Regions from separate parts of the Mus musculus genome. Here region 2 is linked to region 1. Evidence: chromatin contacts called from public promoter capture Hi-C data. All regions are on one chromosome and are shown on one strand. The core of a region is the stretch at or near the end of the contact, and the rest is flanking DNA. Distances in the headings are between cores, read along the strand shown.

The links. Capture Hi-C pulls out chosen DNA fragments and counts their contacts.
Region 2: a promoter capture Hi-C map of adipose tissue shows a contact between it and region 1. The contact joins the promoter of Tnf here to the promoter of Bag6 in region 1. A contact is called at or near these places in 8 of 39 promoter capture datasets (the C10 cell line, the HPC-7 cell line, cranial neural crest and 5 more), 1 of 15 datasets of contacts at CTCF or cohesin (CD8 T cells), 3 of 484 Hi-C or Micro-C datasets (CD8 T cells, embryonic stem cells and peritoneal macrophages), 12 of 115 datasets of contacts at active chromatin or transcription factors (the 230-238 cell line, CD8 T cells, the HPC-7 cell line and 6 more) and 4 of 9 other capture datasets (adipose tissue, liver, macrophages and 1 more).

The regions. Positions count from the first base shown.
Region 1 is chr17:35,132,917-35,137,245 of GRCm38.p6, forward strand. It overlaps Bag6 (BCL2-associated athanogene 6), which reads left to right and starts at 2,584. Exons shown (of 26, transcript NM_001372261.1): 1 at 2,584-2,712; 2 at 3,199-3,319. The coding sequence starts at 3,212.
Region 2 is chr17:35,199,826-35,204,154 of GRCm38.p6, forward strand. It overlaps Tnf (tumor necrosis factor), which reads right to left and starts at 2,182. Exons shown (of 4, transcript NM_013693.3): 1 at 1,830-2,182; 2 at 1,259-1,313; 3 at 1,033-1,080; 4 at 1-738. The coding sequence starts at 2,015. The coding sequence ends at 320. It overlaps Lta (lymphotoxin A), which reads right to left. Exons shown (of 4, transcript NM_010735.2): 4 at 3,340-4,324. The coding sequence ends at 3,912.

The sequences.
Region 1 (4,329 bases), core at 1,334-3,833:
AAACAACCAAACACAAGAGTGGGTCTAACCCCTGACTTGACTGTTAGATGTGGGGACTCATGCATACCAAGCAGACTCAGAGGTAACAACGATCCAGCCTCCTGGGGCAACTGTACTAATTTCTATCTCTGTTTTCCCCATCTCTGGAATGGGCAACCCATTAGTCTCAGGATTAAATGGGACCATGCATACATCAAGTCTGAAGGAAATACCCATTATCATCAGTAACTGCAAAGCACCCACTGCAATTGCTGGTAGTGATTTTTAAAGATTTATTAATTTATTTTATTCATATGAGTACACTGTAGCTGTCTTCAGACACACCAGAAGAGGGCATCGGATCCAATTACAGATGGTTGTGAGCCACTATATGGCTGCCAGGAATTGAACTCAGGACTTCTCTCTAGCCCATGAAATTTTTATTTATTTGTTTGTTTGTTTGTTTTTGAGACAGGGTTTCTCTGTGTAGCCCTGGCTGTCCTGGAACTCACTCTGTAGACCAGGCTGGCCTCGAACTCAGAAATCCGCCTGCCTCTGCCTCCCAAGTGCTGGGATTAAAGGTGTGCACCACCACGCCCGGCTTTATTTTTGTTTTTTTGAGACAGAGTTTCTCTGTGTAGCCCTGGCTGTCCTAGCACTCACTCTGTAGACCAGGCTGGCCTTGAACTCAGAAATCCGCCTGCCTCTGCCTCCCACATGCTGGGATTAAAGGCATGCGCCACCACCGCCCGGCAGAAATTTTTATAATAAAATACTAAATGTGGGACTGGGGAAGTGGCTCAGCAGTGAGGGTACTTGGCAGATGGCAACCCAAGCTGAAGATCCCCTGGTCCCCACACAGTGAGAGGACACCACATTTCCCTCGGATCTCCACATTTGCACTGTGCTGTTGCAGACGCAGGCCATACACCCCTCCTCCATCCCCGAAAAGTATTTTTAAAAATATTTAACTTCTATTATCCCAGCATCTGGGATGCAGAGGCAGGTGGGTTTCTGTGAGTTACAGGACATCCAGACTTACATAGTGAAATCCTATCTTGGAAAAAAAAAATTCAAAACGTAAATATAGTCTATTAGAGTGACACACAACCCTGCACTGGGTGGTGGTGGGGGGAACATTGTCCTTATGAGTTCCAGGCAATTCAGGGTAACAGTGAGACAGCATGTAAAAGTCTCATCATACAATGCTTACTGGAAGTCTCATCAGTACTGGCATCTAAGAATAAGTGGGGAAGAATGCAGAGAGAGAAAAACTTAACCGTTCAACTCCCTTGGCGGTGGGCCTTTCAATCCCCTTTCTTTTTCTTCCTTCTTTTCTTTTCTATTTTATTTTATTTTATTTTATTTATTTTATTTTATTTGTTTGTTTTTGAGACAGGGTTTCTCTGTGTAGCCCTGGCTGTCCTTGAACTCACTTTGTAGACCAGGCTGGCCTCGAACTCAGAAATCCGCCTGCCTCTGCCTCCCAAGTGCTGGGATTAAAGGTGTGCACCACCACGCCCGGCTTTTCTTTTCCTTTTTTAAAGATTTATTTATTTTATGTATGTGAGTACACTGTCGCTGTCTTCAGACACACCAGAAGAGGGTGTCAGATCTCATTACGGATGGTTGTGAGCCACCATGTAGTTGCTGGGAATTGAACTCAGGACCTCTGGAAGAGCAGACAGTGCTCTTCATCTCTTGAGCCATCTCTCCATTCCCTTGGTCCCTTCTTAAAGTCTTGTCCTTTAATCTGATCCGCAAGGCACCCGTTCTCTTTTCTTTCTTTTTTTCTACAAAGCTCTTAAAAAGCAGCAGAAATGTCTCAAAACCAAAAAATGCAATAGAATTTTTTTTTATCCTTAAACATGGCACTCCCTCGGAGATCTCAATAAACAGGATGCTCAAAGTCTGCAAAGAGCCCAACCGGCCTAATCCCGCCAGGAACTAGAGTCGGGCACAAGCAAACACAGCCCGCGGAACGCCACCAGCCGTCCACGAAAAAGAGTGGCTTCCGGAAGAACAGAAATGATGGGAGGACCAGAGGTCTTGCAGAGTTTTAGGTAGTTAGAATTGTGCCTGTAAACGTCTCTGACCATCAAGATGGGACGTTGATTAACGAGGTGCACTCCACACAAGTCTCACAATTTTTCTCGAGGAAATTACAGCATCTCACTCAGTCATTTTTCTTTAGGCGTTTCCAGTAGCCACCCCGGTCCGGTTGCACTCTGGCGCGCGCAGGGAAGAAACGCACATAGCCGGAGGGGGGCGGGGAAGTACTTAGAGTGTGCGCACGCGTGGCGCCGCTCACGCAGGCGCAGTGCGGTCCCCCGGGCGACGACGGCGGCGGCGGCGGCTCCTCCGGGTGGTCGGCTCCCTCCCATCTCGGCCGGCCCGGGCCCGTCTCGCCCCCCAGAAACTCACTGTTCGGGGCTGTGGACTTTCTCATCGTGCCCCACGAAAGTAAATCGGGGGAGACTGGGGGAGCCGGAAGTACCGCCTCGAGATCCCCCCAAATACGATCGGGGAAACGGAAGTGGCCCTTGGTGCCAGGTTGGGGGAGACCGGAAGTGACGGTACCGTGGGGACGTCGGGGGCGGAGCCACAGGGTGGTGGGCTGTGTATGTGTGTTTGTATGTGTTTGGTCGCGTGTTGGTTAAGTCGTGTTGCTGGAATACCGAGGAGAGGCGGAGGCGGAAGGCGGGGGCGGTCAGCGAGCCCGTCCAGCCTCCCGTGAGTGTCCGCGGTCTTGGGTCGGTGGTGATTTAGGCGGGTTCGATTGTGGTGCTGCGCGTGCGCGAAGCCACTTTTCTCTGCCGAGTCTAGCGCGACCCTCCCCCCACCCCTCGCGTTGTCCTAGGATTTCCCGATCTCTCGGGCGCTTGCTCGGTCGCGACCGGTGATGACACTGGCCTCTGGTCGGTCTCGTGCTTGCTTCCCTGATTCCTAGCCCAACTGGCTCTCCCTATTGTGATTGGCATGGTGGAGCCCCTCCCACCTCTCGTCCTTCATCTCCCTATGCCGTCGATCTCCTACCCTTTGTGTTTCTGTTCCTGTGCCCCCGAATCAAAAAGGGGGGATGAGAAGGAGGATGAATATATCTGCTTGTGTATGAGAAACTTTGAAGGGATTGGGGCGGAGATTGGGTCCAGAGAGGCTTCCGGGTGTATAAAATACAGTGCGACCGACAGCGAACCCCCCCCCCTCGTTCTTCTTTAGAGAGCTGTCGGCCATGGAGCCGAGTGATAGTGCCAGTACCGCTATGGAGGAGCCTGACAGCCTGGAGGTACTGGTGAAGACCCTGGACTCTCAGACTCGGACTTTTATTGTGGGGGCCCAGGTGAGACACCAGTACTTTGTAGAAGGATGCGCCTGATTTTCTTGTCATTGACTCTTTTGTCCCTTACTGGATAGGACATCTGATGTACCTATTGAGTGAGGGGATGTGGTTACTGTTGAGTGAGGCCGATTTGGAGTCTGTCTTCACTTTGACAGAACTCAGTGAAGAGGAAAGTAGAGAGGAGGGATCTATACCTGTTCTGTGCAGACCCCAGCCCAAAGAGACAGACATGACTCTGGCCTTTGGGACCAGACACAACACAGGGGGCACCTTGGACAAGAATGGTGTGTCACAGGGACCTCAGACAAGTTTGGTGTGGGTTTTTTTTTTTTTTTTTTAAACAGAGTGTTCACAGCTTGGTACTATTTTTATAAGATTAAGGAAACCTGCTTTCATCCACTGTGAAGTAGACTTGTCAATAGCTGAGGCATGGTTTGAGCCTCCTGACCTTAGTGCACTGTGGCCACTGCATAATTCTTTGAGACAACCACCATGAGGAGGTCATTTTTGTGGTTTTTAAAGCAGATATTTAAAAAGCCACATAGACTTTTGTCTGTAGGTACATGTGATAGTTAATTTGGCCCTACCAAGAATTACTTAATGTCTTTCCGGGAGGTGGGCACAGGATCTCCTATAGCCCAGGCTAACTTTGGCCTCTGACCACTGTGCCTTCGTCGTCTATGTGGTCGTCTATGTGCTAGGATTATATGCACTATAACAGAGGACCACATCTGACTTGGCTTGGTCCTTTTTTTCTTACATAGTGAAATGTCTTAGAACTGATGGTCTTGTACTCATGATCCTCCTGTCTCTGCTTTCCAAGCTTGGAATTTCAGTTGTATGCTATTGCTATTTTTGGTTTGTTTGTTCTTTTTTTCCACCTTCCCTTATTTTTATTTATTTATTTATTGCATGTATGTGGTTCTGATGGGTACTGAACCTTGGACCTAGCACAGAGCACTTACTACTGAACCGTATATTGTGTGTTCCTTTCTGACCTTTGTTAGTTA
Region 2 (4,329 bases), core at 932-3,431, 67 kb after region 1:
TCTGAGACAGAGGCAACCTGACCACTCTCCCTTTGCAGAACTCAGGAATGGACATTCGAGGCTCCAGTGAATTCGGAAAGCCCATTTGAGTCCTTGATGGTGGTGCATGAGAGGCCCACAGTCCAGGTCACTGTCCCAGCATCTTGTGTTTCTGAGTAGTTGTTGAAAGCTCTGAGCACAGAGTTGGACCCTGAGCCATAATCCCCTTTCTAAGTTAGAAGGATACAGACTGGGGGCTCTGAGGAGTAGACAATAAAGGGGTCAGAGTAAAGGGGTCAGAGTGGGGGCTGGGTAGAGAATGGATGAACACCCATTCCCTTCACAGAGCAATGACTCCAAAGTAGACCTGCCCGGACTCCGCAAAGTCTAAGTACTTGGGCAGATTGACCTCAGCGCTGAGTTGGTCCCCCTTCTCCAGCTGGAAGACTCCTCCCAGGTATATGGGCTCATACCAGGGTTTGAGCTCAGCCCCCTCAGGGGTGTCCTTGGGGCAGGGGCTCTTGACGGCAGAGAGGAGGTTGACTTTCTCCTGGTATGAGATAGCAAATCGGCTGACGGTGTGGGTGAGGAGCACGTAGTCGGGGCAGCCTTGTCCCTTGAAGAGAACCTGGGAGTAGACAAGGTACAACCCATCGGCTGGCACCACTAGTTGGTTGTCTTTGAGATCCATGCCGTTGGCCAGGAGGGCGTTGGCGCGCTGGCTCAGCCACTCCAGCTGCTCCTCCACTTGGTGGTTTGCTGAGGGGGGGGGGGAGGATTGAGTCAGTGTCACCCTCTTAGTTCACACTCCACATCCTGAGCCTCAGCAGCTACCCACACTTCACTTCCGGTTCCTGCACCCTCTGTCTTTCCACATCCCATTGGCTATGAGGTCCCGGGTGGCCCCCTGATGCCTTGCTTTTGAGTCACTGCTCTGACTCTCACGTGCTGTCTCTAAGAGCTCTGTCTTTTCTCAGCCTGGCTCGACACCCCTCAACCCGCCCCCCAAAATCATGCCCCTTCATTCTCAAGGCACATGTAAAGAAATCTTACCTACGACGTGGGCTACAGGCTTGTCACTCGAATTTTGAGAAGATGATCCTGGAGGGGAAGAGACAAAGGCAAGGATGAGCCTTTTAGGCTTCCCAGCAAGCATCTATGCACTTAGACCCCTTTCCTCCCAAACCAAAGCTTTAAGTTCTCCCCCCACCCCATCTCATCCCATGCCTAACTGCCCTTCCTCCATCTTAAATTAAGAGAGAGGTGTGGGAACACTTACTGAGTGTGAGGGTCTGGGCCATAGAACTGATGAGAGGGAGGCCATTTGGGAACTTCTGTGTAGGAAAAGGAGGTTAGTTAAGACAGACTCACCCCAAAGGAGAAGCCTCCCGGCTGATTGCCCCGCTTACAGTTCCTCTTTGCCCCACCCCACCCCCCAGCTTTGTGTTTTTCTTCTTCATTCATTCATCTGTCCAACCCACGGCTTCTTTCTGCGGTGCCCTCTGTGCTTGATCTCCCGTTATCTCCCCTTCATCTTCCTCCTTATCTCTCATGCCTCTCTCATTTCTGTCTCTGAGTTTTATCTCTTGCTTATCCCCTCTTCCCCTGGCCACATCTTTCCAGATCTCTCCACGTGTGAACACACTTGTTCGTTCATTCATCTCTCTGTGCATCCGACGAAGGATGTTTAGTCAGCTGGACGCATGGGTCCGAGGTCCTGACTCTGTCCCCTCCACACTCTCCTCCACCTTGCCCTGCCCATTAGCCCACTTCTTTCCCTCACACTGTCCTTCTTGCCCTCCTAACCCGTTTTGCTTGTGAGCGAGAATAAGGGTTGCCCAGACACTCACCTCATCCCTTTGGGGACCGATCACCCCGAAGTTCAGTAGACAGAAGAGCGTGGTGGCCCCTGCCACAAGCAGGAATGAGAAGAGGCTGAGACATAGGCACCGCCTGGAGTTCTGGAAGCCCCCCATCTTTTGGGGGAGTGCCTCTTCTGCCAGTTCCACGTCGCGGATCATGCTTTCTGTGCTCATGGTGTCTTTTCTGGAGGGAGATGTGGCGCCTTGGGCCAGTGAGTGAAAGGGACAGAACCTGCCTGGTTGGCTGCTTGCTTTTCTGGGAGCTATTTCCAAGATGTTCTGGAGTTTCTGTTCTCCCTCCTGGCTAGTCCCTTGCTGTCCTCGCTGAGGGAGCTTCTGCTGGCTGGCTGTGCAGACGGCCGCCTTTATAGCCCTTGGGGAAGAGGGCGGGGAAAAGCTCTCATTCAACCCTCGGAAAACTTCCTTGGTGGAGAAAACCATGATCTCATGTGGAGGAAGCGGTAGTGGCCCTACACCTCTGTCTCGGTTTCTTCTCCATCGCGGGGGCAGAGGGTTTGGAAAGTTGGGGACACCCAGGCATCAAGGAATCTCCTCCCCGTCGTCCCCACCAGGATTCTGTGGCAATCTGGGGCCAATCAGGAGGGTGTGTGTGTGTGTGTGTGTGTGTGTGTGTGTGTGTGTGTGTTGTATAGGACCCTGAGAACTGAAACCCATTTCTTCTCTGTCCTCCAGAGCTAATCATTGTCTGTTTCTTTGTAGAAAGACCATGCCTGTGTCTATTTCCTTTTGATTTCTAAATGGGACATCCATGGGGGAGAACTTAGCATGGGGGGGTGCTTCTGAAAGCTGGGTGCATAAGGGGGGAGACATGATATTGAGGAGGGAAAGCCCCCTGTTTGAGTTCTTGGAGGAAGTGGCTGAAGGCAGAGCAGCTTGAGAGTTGGGAAGTGTGCATGGGCTTTGGGAGGGCTGGTGGGGGGGGTAATGGGATGAGTATGGGGCAGCCCCAGAGGGAATGAACTCAGCCCTGGGAATTCACGGACCTCACAAGCCTTCTCCTTTCACTCTGATCATGAGCTCAGGCTGCTGCTTTGGGTCCCTGCTCCCAAGTGAGTTTTCCACGGAGCCTCTGCCATATCTTGACTGCGGTACATCAACTCAGACATTTAGGTCCCACAGCCCTGCTTCCAGGATTTCTCCCAATCCGTATGACTCCCCGGTCTTCCAAGGATTCCCCTCCCCCACCCTCCCACTCCTAAACACTCTCCCACCCTCCAGTGGAGTCACTTCTCCCCAGAACCCTCATCTCTCTCCACCCTTGGATGGATCTCCCTAGCTCATCCTTTGGGTCTCCTCCGGCAGTTAAGCTGCCTCACTCCCGTGAATCCACCATGTCTCTGGGAGCTGCCTGCTCCTCATGTCTCTTTGCTCTGCCCGGATCCCATGGACCAACTGAGGCCTCTGTCCCCTGCTCCACTCCTTAAAGAGACCAGGAAGTTTCTCCCCCAACGCAAGACAGACACAAGCAGACAGAATCTCAGAGAAAAGAGGTTTATTGGGTTTCACAGATGGTGCAGGGGGTCCCTGTGGATGTCTAGCCAAGCAGTGGCTGGCTTTTAGAGCTTCGTGCTTTCTTCTAGAACCCCTTGGTCACCCACATCTAATTCTCTCGCCATCTCTCTCTTAGATGGGTCCTGTCTGAGGTGAGACACCTTTGTGTCTGGGACCTAGTTGTCATCTGACGGCTTTCTATTTTTCCCCTCTTTCTATTCTCTATAAATAAATAACTTAACTTTTCTCTCCATAAATAGTCAACCTTCCCCTGTTCCCAGCCACCTCTCCCATGTCTGTCCCTCCTTCATGTCCAGGTCTCTGTCCGACCTAGACCCACAAAAACCCTGCTCTGTGCAGGAACTTCTAGGTAGGCTTGAGTCGTCCCCTGAGCATCTGGAGTGGCCCTGGGGAAGATGTAGTCCCCTGAAGTGTCTCAGACTCCCGTGAGAGCTCCAGGTTATTTTAGTGGGGAAGGCTGGAGACTGTGGGGATGTGACCCTTGAAACAACGGTCAGGATGGAGGCCTGGAATCCAATTCTTGGGTTTCTTTAGAATCTACAGTGCAAAGGCTCCAAAGAATACACTGCTGGGGCTGAAGTGTAGATGGGAGATGCCGTCGGTGTGGGTGGACAGCTGGTCTCCCTTACTGAGCAGGAACACAGCCCCCTGGTACATTGAGCGCACCCACGGTCCTTGAAGTCCCGGATACACAGACTTCTGCGCACTGAGGAGAGGCACATGGAAGGGGTATTGGGAGGAAAAGAGCTGGACCTCGTGTGCCAGGTAGATGGGAGTGGGAATGGCCCTGGGGGAGCAGCTTTCTCCAGAGAAAACCACCTGGGAGTAGACAAAGTAGAGGCCACTGGTGGGGATCAGGAGGGAGTTGTTGCTCAAAGAGAAGCCATGTCGGAGAAAGGCACGATCCGTGCTTGCTCTCCAGAGCAGTGAGTTCTGCTTGCTGGGGTACCCTGGG